Linked DNA regions of Mus musculus: region 1 is linked to region 2. The links are chromatin contacts, called in public promoter capture Hi-C maps. All regions are on one chromosome and are shown on one strand. Each heading gives the region's core, a stretch centred on a gene start, on an enhancer-like site or on the middle of the called end of the contact. The rest is flanking DNA. Distances are from core to core; before and after follow the strand shown.

Region 1 (4,998 bases), core at 2,096-4,595, 1.3 Mb before region 2:
AGTAGGTGTGACAGGGAAGCAAAAGAGGGGTGGACTGAGTGTAGACAAAGTCAGCTTGGGGGAGGAGCCAAAACGGCGGGAGGGAAAGGAGCAGAGGAGAGTATAGAGACACACAGTAATGAAGAGCATTGATGCTTAGCCTAAAATGTTAATTTTTAAAATGAAAAACACAGAACTTAACAAACGAATATGATCCACTGCAATATTTCTACACGTGCATGCAATGTGAGTTTTGAAATTTTGATTCCCCCCCCCCACTTAGGGCTTTTTTCGTTTTATTGACCATGGATTCTTTTCTCATATCATACATCCTGGTTATAGTTATCTCTCCTGCCCCTCCCACTTCCTCCTCCTCCATGCTGTGACAAGAACAAGGCAGCCCTCACCAGAAACCAAACTGACAGAACCACCTTGCCTTGGACTTCCAGCCTCAAAAGTTTGGGGCTTAATAAACCTTTTTTTAATACATAAAGTTCTTAGGGTGGTGGAACCCCAGAGATAAGCAAGCTGAAAGAGCCAATAGCTCCTACTACTGCAGAAACCAACGAAAGGGAAACAGCTGCCCCAACAGGTCCCAAGAAGCCAGGTGTTGTCCACCTCTGAAAAGAGGGAAGCACCAGATGGGAGAAAGGCCAACCCTCTCAGAGGAGCCTTCAGTTCCAATGACGGCTGCCCTGAATGATGAAAGCTGAGAGGGCTTCCTGGTGGAAGACCTTCAAAACACTTTTATTTGTTCCTTAGAGCCTGAGTAGAAATGTCCTGTGGGGTGCATCATCGAACAAGAAAAGGACTGACAGCTGATAAAATAGTCTCTGTTTTCCAAGAGCTGGTCTTATTTACAGAGTTAAAAATATTCACAGGTCAGAGTAAAAGGAGGCCCAGAGGGGAGGGGAACGTTTCTCTAGGTATAAAAACCCTAGCAAGCCCCATGGAGGCAGGGACAGTGGGCATGGGAGCTACTGGACAGACTGAGGCCATGGGACAGGGCTGACTGTGGCCAGGGAAGTTAAGGGCAAAACGCTTCTCCAGCCAGCAGGGTTGGGCCTGGCTCTTGGCCTGCAGGCTCCATCATGGCTTTGATCCTGGCAGGTGCTCCAGGAATTGCATAGTGTTGCAGAAAGTGTGGCTGTCCCCAAGCCCTGGCCCATAGCCACCAGGCACCCGCTTCCTGCAATGCATGGCTCACATGTCAGGGTTATCAGGACGCTGATCATTAGGGCTGGGAGCTGGGATTGGGAACAAACCAAGAGGAGAAGCAGCAGATCTGAGCCCCCACAAAGGGTTGCCCTAGGAAAGCCTCAATGTGGCATAGAAAATGTTAACTTTATTTGGTCTGGAAGCTTTGCCCTCTGCCATAGTCAGTAGCTCATGACTCCTTTCTAAATAAAATTGTCCAGAACACTGGTGTTGACTCCAAATGTCCCAAACCAAAAGATCTCTTACATCTTTAATAAGCTTTTGCCAGGCAACCCAAAGAACTTAGAAGGAGAGGGATCTCCGAGCTTCGCAGCTTAGAGGAGGTGCAGGATAGGATGTGAGGCCCTAACCCTGGAAGCGGATCCTACCGGTCAACCCCACCTTGAGGCTTAAGCAGCGTAAAGTTCAATCCCACCTTGAGGTGTAGAGGGGACTAGTTAGGATACAAGGCAAGATGGATCCCCTCTGCAGGAGACCGATTGATTTTGTTTTTCGGATAAGGCTAGCCTGGACCTTACTATGTAGCCGAGGCTAGCCTTGACTCTAGTTGCTCAGCTTCCATTTCCCATGGGCTTAGGTTATAGCACATACCACTACACCCAGCTTGACGTTGGTTTGATTTTTTTTTTCAGATAGAATACTATAGTCATGGGTGGGTTTTTTTGTTTTTGTTTTTGTTTGTTTGTTTGTTGGTTTGTTTGTTGGTTGGTTGGTTTGGTTGGTTTTTCGTTTTGTCTTGTTGCAGTTAACCTGATGTGCTGTTTGTCCATTTTCTCCCTTAATTTGCAGTGGCTTTACCTTTTCTTTTAACAACTTCATGGTGGAGAAAAGTCCTAGATTTGGTGCTAATTCTAGGGCTGGATACAATGACCTAATATGTGCTTTACTGCTCAGACAGTTTTGAGTCCTGAGTAACAACGTGCCACATTGGCCTGACATGTCCAAGGTGTTCTGTTCAATGTCCTAACCCTGCTTTTAAAAACCTAAATAAAGCCGGGCATGGTTGGCGCACGCCTTTAATCCCAGCACTCGAGAGGCAGGGGCAGGCGGATTTCTGAGTTCAAGGCCAGCCTGGTCTACAGAGTGAGTTCCAGGACAGCCAGGGCTACACAGAGAAACCGTGTCTCGAAAAACAAAACAAAATAAAACAAAAAACCAATAAACATAAATTGGACTATTAACAAGACCATGTGTCTGAACAGCTGCCAGCACTTGCCCAATGTTTTTCAAAGGTCATGTCATGGTGCGGGGTAGGGGGCGGCGGCAATGAAGTGTTTTTTAAATAATTATTTTTCTTGAATGACTATTTCCTGGCACATGTTTTTCAAAGATTTAGCACATCAAAGTTCTAATGAAGTGAAACCTCTATCATGTCCTTTCTGTACATTCAAGGCTCGTCCTACTAGCAATGCTTAAAGTACTTCTAGCTCTCGGTGTCCAAGCCAAACATCCATGGTCTCTTCTGGAACTTTCCTTTTGTCCACAGCTTCCCACTGTTCTACTCAATCCTTAGTGCCCGGCAAGATAAATAGTCCAACATCCCCATAGCTCCATGTTCATATATCAGTGAAGAAAGTTCTGAAACTCAAGTCTGTCTTTAGTATTGTGATGTAAACAACAAGTCTATTGACAAATATTTATTTTCTCTGGGGGCGGGCTGAGGGGTGTGATTAACTAGACTGATATCAAGTAGTGCAGACTGGCCTTACACTCTAGTTAAGAATGACCTTGAACTCTGGAGGGATTGCAGCTATGCGCCAGCACACTGCTCGCTTGGGCTTTTCCTTGTTCTACAGCAAAAGCTTAACGCACTGTCCCTTCAAAGTGAGTTTTAAACACAGTAGCCTTAAATAAAACTTATTTGATTTACTAATAGTGGTAACTTCCTCATCTCCCAACTGTATATTTGTGCATACATAGATACATAGGGGACCTTTCCAGAAAGTAGAATCAATCCGCAGCTCCTCGAAACAATGGACACTTTCGGAGCTGAGCTGCTTTGGTCAGTCTACCTTCACACTTGCACGTCCTGGCTCTGTTACGGACGCAGACCGGGTCGGCAGTCACCAGACACCACGCCGGAGCATGCGTGGACGGCAGCGCGCAGGCGCGGGACGGCTCGCGCAGGCGCGGTGCGCGGTTGTCGCGGTGAGCCGGTTGACCCGAGTTCCGGCATGTCGGACCGGCGTCCTGGGGCGGCTTCCCGGTTGCCCGCGCGCCATGGAATGCCTGCGCTGCCTGCCCGGGCTGCTGCCCCGCGCCGCGCAGCCCCGGAGGGCCCTGTGGACGGCGGTCGCGCGCCTGAGCCTCGCTGCCTGCGGCGGCCGCGCGACCCCTTTGCGCTCCCGGAGCCCGAAAGCGTCGAGCACAGCCCGCGCTGCAGGTACGCGCGTCCCGCGGGGCCCCGGCGGCCTCTGTCCCGCCTGCCCTTGGCCCCGCCATCCTCACCGCCGCTCGGCCTTGCCGGGCTCACCCGGCCCTCAGTGCTCCGGCCAGCACTGCGAGGACTTGATTGCGGTTTCTTGCTTATTGGGACAGGGTCTCCTTGTGTTGCCCAGGCTGGCCGCCAATTGACAGCAGTCCGGTCTCATCCTTCTGAATGAAGCCGTTAGAAGCGTTAACCGCCTCATTGGCTACTTTCGTTTGTTTTGTTATTGTTTTAAAATTAGCATTTAAACGGCCTTCTCTGAGTTTGTATGTGGAGGTCAGATGACAGCTTGCTCGAATCAGTTGTCTTAACGCAGGGCTTGGCGGCATGCATTTTGCTGGCCATCTGCTCAGCCCAAAGTAAAGGGTTTATGACAGCACTTTTATACATACTTTTTCCTGAAACCCCCTCATCCTACTGGCCCTTTTACTTCCTTATGCTCCCTTCTATTTTCGTGTCCCAGAATTCTGTTAGGTGGGAGTTTTGTTTGTTTCGAGTCGTGGTCTCACAGTAATCCAAGCTGGCTTGAAACTCTGCTGTGGAGCCCAGACCAAAGTCGATGTTGGGCAGCAGGAAGCTACAATTAGCAAGGTTGGGGTGTTATTAATTCTGTTTATTATGTTACTTTCTTCTGGGCACATTGATACAGTTACATAGTTGCCTTGGAATAAAGTAGGGAATTCCTAGAACTGAGTTTGAATGTGAAGCCAGTGATGAGCATTAATTAACCCTTGGCGAAGTCTACTCTGCAAGTAGCCAGCCAAGGGAGCAAAAAACGCTGGGGGAAGACAGAGGAGTCTTTCTTTGCTGATGCTTTGGTGAAACCTGAGGACAGCGTTTTCCACAAATGTGACTGCACAGAAACAGTCCTGACAAGAGTGGTTTGGGCTACTACTCTTTTTTGAATTGTACTTAAATTTTTCCCATAATGAGCTGCTGTCAGTCAACACCCCCTTCCCCACACCCAGGTCTTTTGCCACAAGCTTTTTTCCTCCCTTGATAATACTTGGGAACCAAGTGGTCTGTAAGACCCAGGAACTTAACTTGTGACTCTTGTCCCTAGAGCTTACATGGTAGAAGGAGAGAATAGACTTCTGACTTCCACAGTACTCAAACACACCCAATAAACAAATGTAAGTGTTATTTTATTACTTTTGTACAGTGCTTTGGACAAAGCCCAGGGCCTTGTGCATTTTAGACAGGCACTGGTTGCCCCAGCCCCAACTGACCTTTCTAATCACAGAGCAAGGACAGACAGACCTCAGTTAACAAGTTGTATGAGTTTAGTACATGGAAGTGGTGGGTAAGAAGATGGATAGAATGATTAGCTGGAAGCCTAACCAAACAAGTGTCTTCTTAAGGCTCCATGGACT
Region 2 (4,652 bases), core at 844-3,343:
TTGTGAGAATTAGTTATTTCCTATTATAAGTTTACCAAACAATATTTGAATCATTGCTACGTACCAAGTATCCTCCACATTGACGATAGCACCGAGAAGAGTTTGTCTAATTCTACCTTAGAAACTACAAAAAAAGACGCAGAAAGTTGAGATTCAGGTTATTCGAGGAATTTAACCTATGACAAACATGAAATAAAAGCTGGGAAGAATCGAGAGAGTCGGTCCCGAGGGCATGGAATTGGGAAGATGGGTCTATTTATCATGCTCTGTACTAAAACAGCTGTTCGCTCATTTAAAGTGAGGGCTCAAAACACTGGGAGAAAACGGATTTTTACTTTCTGATCTGGCTTTCCCACGTTAAACACTTAGGTCACTGAAATCAACACTGGATCCACTGAACAAATTTCTGGTTTAGGTCTCCAAAAAGCACGTTTCACATCTCACTATAGGGTACACCAGAAATATGATCCAGGCTGCAACAAATCAGCAATCTGAATCTCTCAAAGACTGTGGGTATGAAAGAGTCCAACAGTGAATGAAAACTAAACGCTTTTTATTAGAAGCATACACTTTCAACAGATAGCCAATTTAACATTTTGGATTGTACAAAGCATTACCAAGAAACCTCAGTATTCATACAAGGTCAATCTTCAGTGACGACACACACGTATAAAGCAAGCGCTTCGGGAAGCTGAGGCAAAACAAAGTTAATCTACAACTATGCTGATCAAAATAAGGCAAAGCAAGTGTAATTGGTAATGGTAAAAAACTTGAAAAAAAAATGGCTGACAAAAGGTTGTGACGCAGTTCAACCCACAACTCCATCGCTGTGGCAAACAAACCGAAAGTACGAGAAGCAATCGTCTCAGTCCCGAGTCCAACTTAACTGTGCAGGCTAGTCGTTCCGGCAGCTACCCCATGTCTTTAATATTAAGGAAGGCAGTTCGTTGGCGCCAGCACCCCACCTTCTCCCAAACTTCCAGGCTAACCCCCACAAGAGGCTGAGCATAGAAGCCACCTACAAGCCCCGGATGCGTTTCTCCAGGCAGGAAGCTCAAACTTCGGGATGGCGCCCAATCAAACGAAGAACTAGAGTCCTGGGCCGGAGTGAGCCAACCCACAAGCAGGGCGGAACTTTCAAATCACCTTGCAGTCCAATACGAACTAGCGCCGAGGGTTGCTTTCTGCTGCTGACAGCCGTGGGAGGGTGTTCCAGCCCATAGCACTTCCTGAGCAGCCCAGCACAAACAAGTCTAGGTGGGACACGCAACCCCACCCATCCCACCGGGGGAGCGAGTGCTGCCGGGATCGAGTCCCTTGCAACCTTGCTTCATTAATCACACAAATGTCACAGCTCTTAAGTGGGAGTGGTGGCTCTGAAAAGAGCCTTTTGGATTGTTAGGGGAGGCAGCCTACTTTTTCTTGGCTGCAACCTTCTTGGCCTTGGCAACCTTGGGCTTGGCAGCCTTTGGCTTTACGGCTTTAGACGCGCTCTTGACCTTCTTGGGCTTGGTGACCTTCGCCTTCTTTGGGCTCTTGGCCACTTTCTTGGTCACAGCCGCCGCCGCGGGCTTCTTCGCCTTCTTCGGGGTCTTCTTGGCCGCCTTTTTGGGTGTGGCAGCACCAGTCGCCTTCTTAGGCTTCTTGGCTGCTCCCGCGGGCTTCTTCGCCTTGGCCGCGCCTGCCTTCTTAGCCTGGGGTTTGGCCTCGCCAGAAGCCGCCTTCTTGTTGAGTTTGAAGGAGCCGGAGGCACCGGTGCCCTTGGTTTGCACCAGGATGCCCTTGCTCACCAGGCTCTTCAGGCCGAGCTTGATGCGGCTGTTGTTCTTCTCCACATCGTACCCCGCGGCCGCCAGCGCCTTCTTGAGCGCAGCCAGGGACACGCCGCTGCGCTCCTTGGAGGCGGCCACAGCCTTGGTGATGAGCTCGGACACCGGGGGTCCGGACGCCTTACGGCGCACCCCGGCGGGCTTCTTGGCGGCCTTCTTTTTGGCAGGCGCCTTCTCCGCAGGGGGCGCGGCAGCGGGGGCAGCAGGAGCAGCCTCAGACATGATGAGTCTCTGGAAGTCAGGAACTAGTGGCAGTACGCCGATAGAGTAGCGCGGGCCCGGCGCTGTATATATAGAGCGCAGGCGCGCGCTGATTGGTGCTCCAGCGGCCTGCCTGGCAAGCTCTGAGCAGCCGCGCTGCGCCCAACTTGTGTTTGTTACACTTCACAAAAAGGAGAAAATATTAAAATATCTTGCACCAAATCTCTCGAGTTTGGTCGGTAAAGGATCCGAGAAGTCTCAGGCTTCAGGATATATGTTTATTTTTTCCTCATCCCTAAAGACAACGCGCCTAGGAGTCCCTAATTCCCCCAACTCCAAAGGAAGTCCGGGGTAGATAGAGACCACTTTCTGTTTTTCTTCTAAATTACCTGGTCGCTCCTTTGCCCTTGAAAGTTCTTTTTCTCAGGGATTATAGAGCACATCCTTCCCTTAATTTAGGGACAAAAATGAAACGATTTCCGCCTAAATTTTCACAATTATTCTGTTTCTTCGCAAGGGAAGTAACACAAGTCCTTAGTGACTTCTGATTACAGACCCACCACAACTATGGACTAGGACTGGGATTTCCAGTATAAAACACTTGGGGTAAATTGAGAGGGGGTTCATAGGCCTTGGGGGTGTATAATGTGGTGGGGGGGGTTAGGACTTAAATATCTGATTTAAAGACACTGACTTTAAAATGCTTTACATTGGTGGGGGCGGGGCACCCCATTGACTTCTATAAAGGGAGACCTTGGGCTATATTTTTAAAGCTCCTGGTTCCCCTCTGAGTTTTGCAAGGTAGGGGTCTAGCTCTGAAGAATAAAGATAATAAGAAGGGAAAGGAACCCTAAAAGTCTATATGAGCCCTCCTCTCCCCCAAATGCCAAATTAGAGTCTTTGAAAGATCTGTTTTTAAAGTGATGAGGATTTAGTTGCTTATTTGGCAGCAATACAGATATAAGTTTCAGTGCACGGGAATTCTAATCTAGAAAATAGTTTGTCTTAGTACAGGAGGACCTTCTAGACTTGGAGACTATGAGATGCAGATGTCAGTAAACTTACTGGCTTTCCAAAGGTTACCTTTGGCATAGATTTGAACAAGCTAAATATTTGAAATAGAAAATGTAACCAATTTTACCAATAAGATAAGAGACAAGATAAGTACAAATTATCATGTCATCTATAGTGGACAGCTGTATGTCATCTCTTCTCAGTTCCTCGGAATATGGCAATCTGCATTCTAGTCAACTTTGCTTTGTTAGCTTAAGGTTTTCAGCTTCATATTTCAATAACTACAACATGGTTTTGTTGTTAGAGAAAATACAAGATAAACTCTCTGCTAGTATAATTAATACATGGGGCAAAGGAAGTTCCCCTAATTTTATCAGAAATCTCTGTTTAAGTATATGTCTACATAAAAACATGTGATGAGTTTGTCAGCACTAAAGCGTGGTAAAGTCCCAAGGTTATACAAATTGAGTTCAGGGATGTTTGTGAAACAAAGCATATTTTATAAGACTGAGAATGGCCGCGTGGTTTCACGTAATAACCTTAGTTTAGCACTTGCAAGCAGCATCTCCTAGGCTTGTGTCCTCTGGGAATTAACAGCCTAATGGGATTAGGGATGGACTAATTGCTAGCAATAGAACCACTTTAAGAGTTGCCTTCCTGTGTGGACTTTGAAATGGGAATTGCAAGGCATTATTGAAAGTACACAACTCAAGCACCTTCGTCATACCAATATGCTTCAATGAAAGAAATGAGAACATGTCACCTTGCTCTGATTACGTGGGAAATGAACGAATGTCCTCCTCATCTGATAGTTGTCCATCTCCCCCAGGAAAATAGCTGTGTGTGATCTAGCTCTCCAGTTTGCTCACTTTCCTGTCACTGTAAATTGTCAAATTATTTGTAAAATCCTAGATTTGTTCATTTGATTGTTGTAATTTTTTAACTTATAGCCTTTCAAGCCGAATCAATCAAATCATAGCTCTTTAATGCAATTAACTAATAAAGCTTGCCTGGTGTAGATGCAAATTCATTGCTTCCAATAGAAAAGATAACCCTGAAAGTTATGTTTGTATTGTACAATAATAAATTATATCTCTAATTTTTGAGGATTCATTCAGCTCTCATTCTTTCTCTGAGTAAATGCACAGTTTATTTTCCTGTATTCTTCACTGAACTAAAAAGTCATCCAGCTTGCTTACTCACTAATGACTTCCATCATTCTTTGACATATACATGAGCTTACTACATATAATATTTATATATGAGTCATATTTTTTAATAGTTCGAAAAATTACATGCTGAAGCTTATTAGTCAGACTGTCCTAAGGGCATCCAATCAGAACCTTCAGATGTCACCCTCTAAAATGGAAACTATAAAATGTGGAACTTGAAAGCAACCTGAGACTTAATGATGGAGTCTGAAATTTTAAAGTAAGTTGAATAAGATCATGGGCAAGAAAACTTCTATTCATATGTGCTCCAAGCAAAAGGTTAGATTGGAGATATGACCTTTAGACTCAGTATCACTGGATAGCTACCAATGAAATGAGGACACTGATGAAACATGATGATGTCATGTGATCTCGTACATTTGTTTGTTTGATGAAG

Evidence for each region. Promoter capture Hi-C pulls out the DNA fragments that hold promoters and counts their contacts.
Region 1: a contact with region 2 is called in a promoter capture Hi-C map of pre-B cells. The contact joins the promoter of Mrs2 here to the promoter of H1f2 in region 2. A contact is called at or near these places in 2 of 39 promoter capture datasets (liver and pre-B cells).

The regions. Positions count from the first base shown.
Region 1 is chr13:25,018,664-25,023,661 of GRCm38.p6, reverse strand. It overlaps Mrs2 (MRS2 magnesium transporter), which reads left to right and starts at 3,345. Exons shown (of 11, transcript NM_001013389.2): 1 at 3,345-3,580. The coding sequence starts at 3,418.
Region 2 is chr13:23,736,248-23,740,899 of GRCm38.p6, reverse strand. H1f2 (H1.2 linker histone, cluster member) reads right to left here and starts at 2,093. Exons shown (of 1, transcript NM_015786.3): 1 at 1,369-2,093. The coding sequence starts at 2,051. The coding sequence ends at 1,413.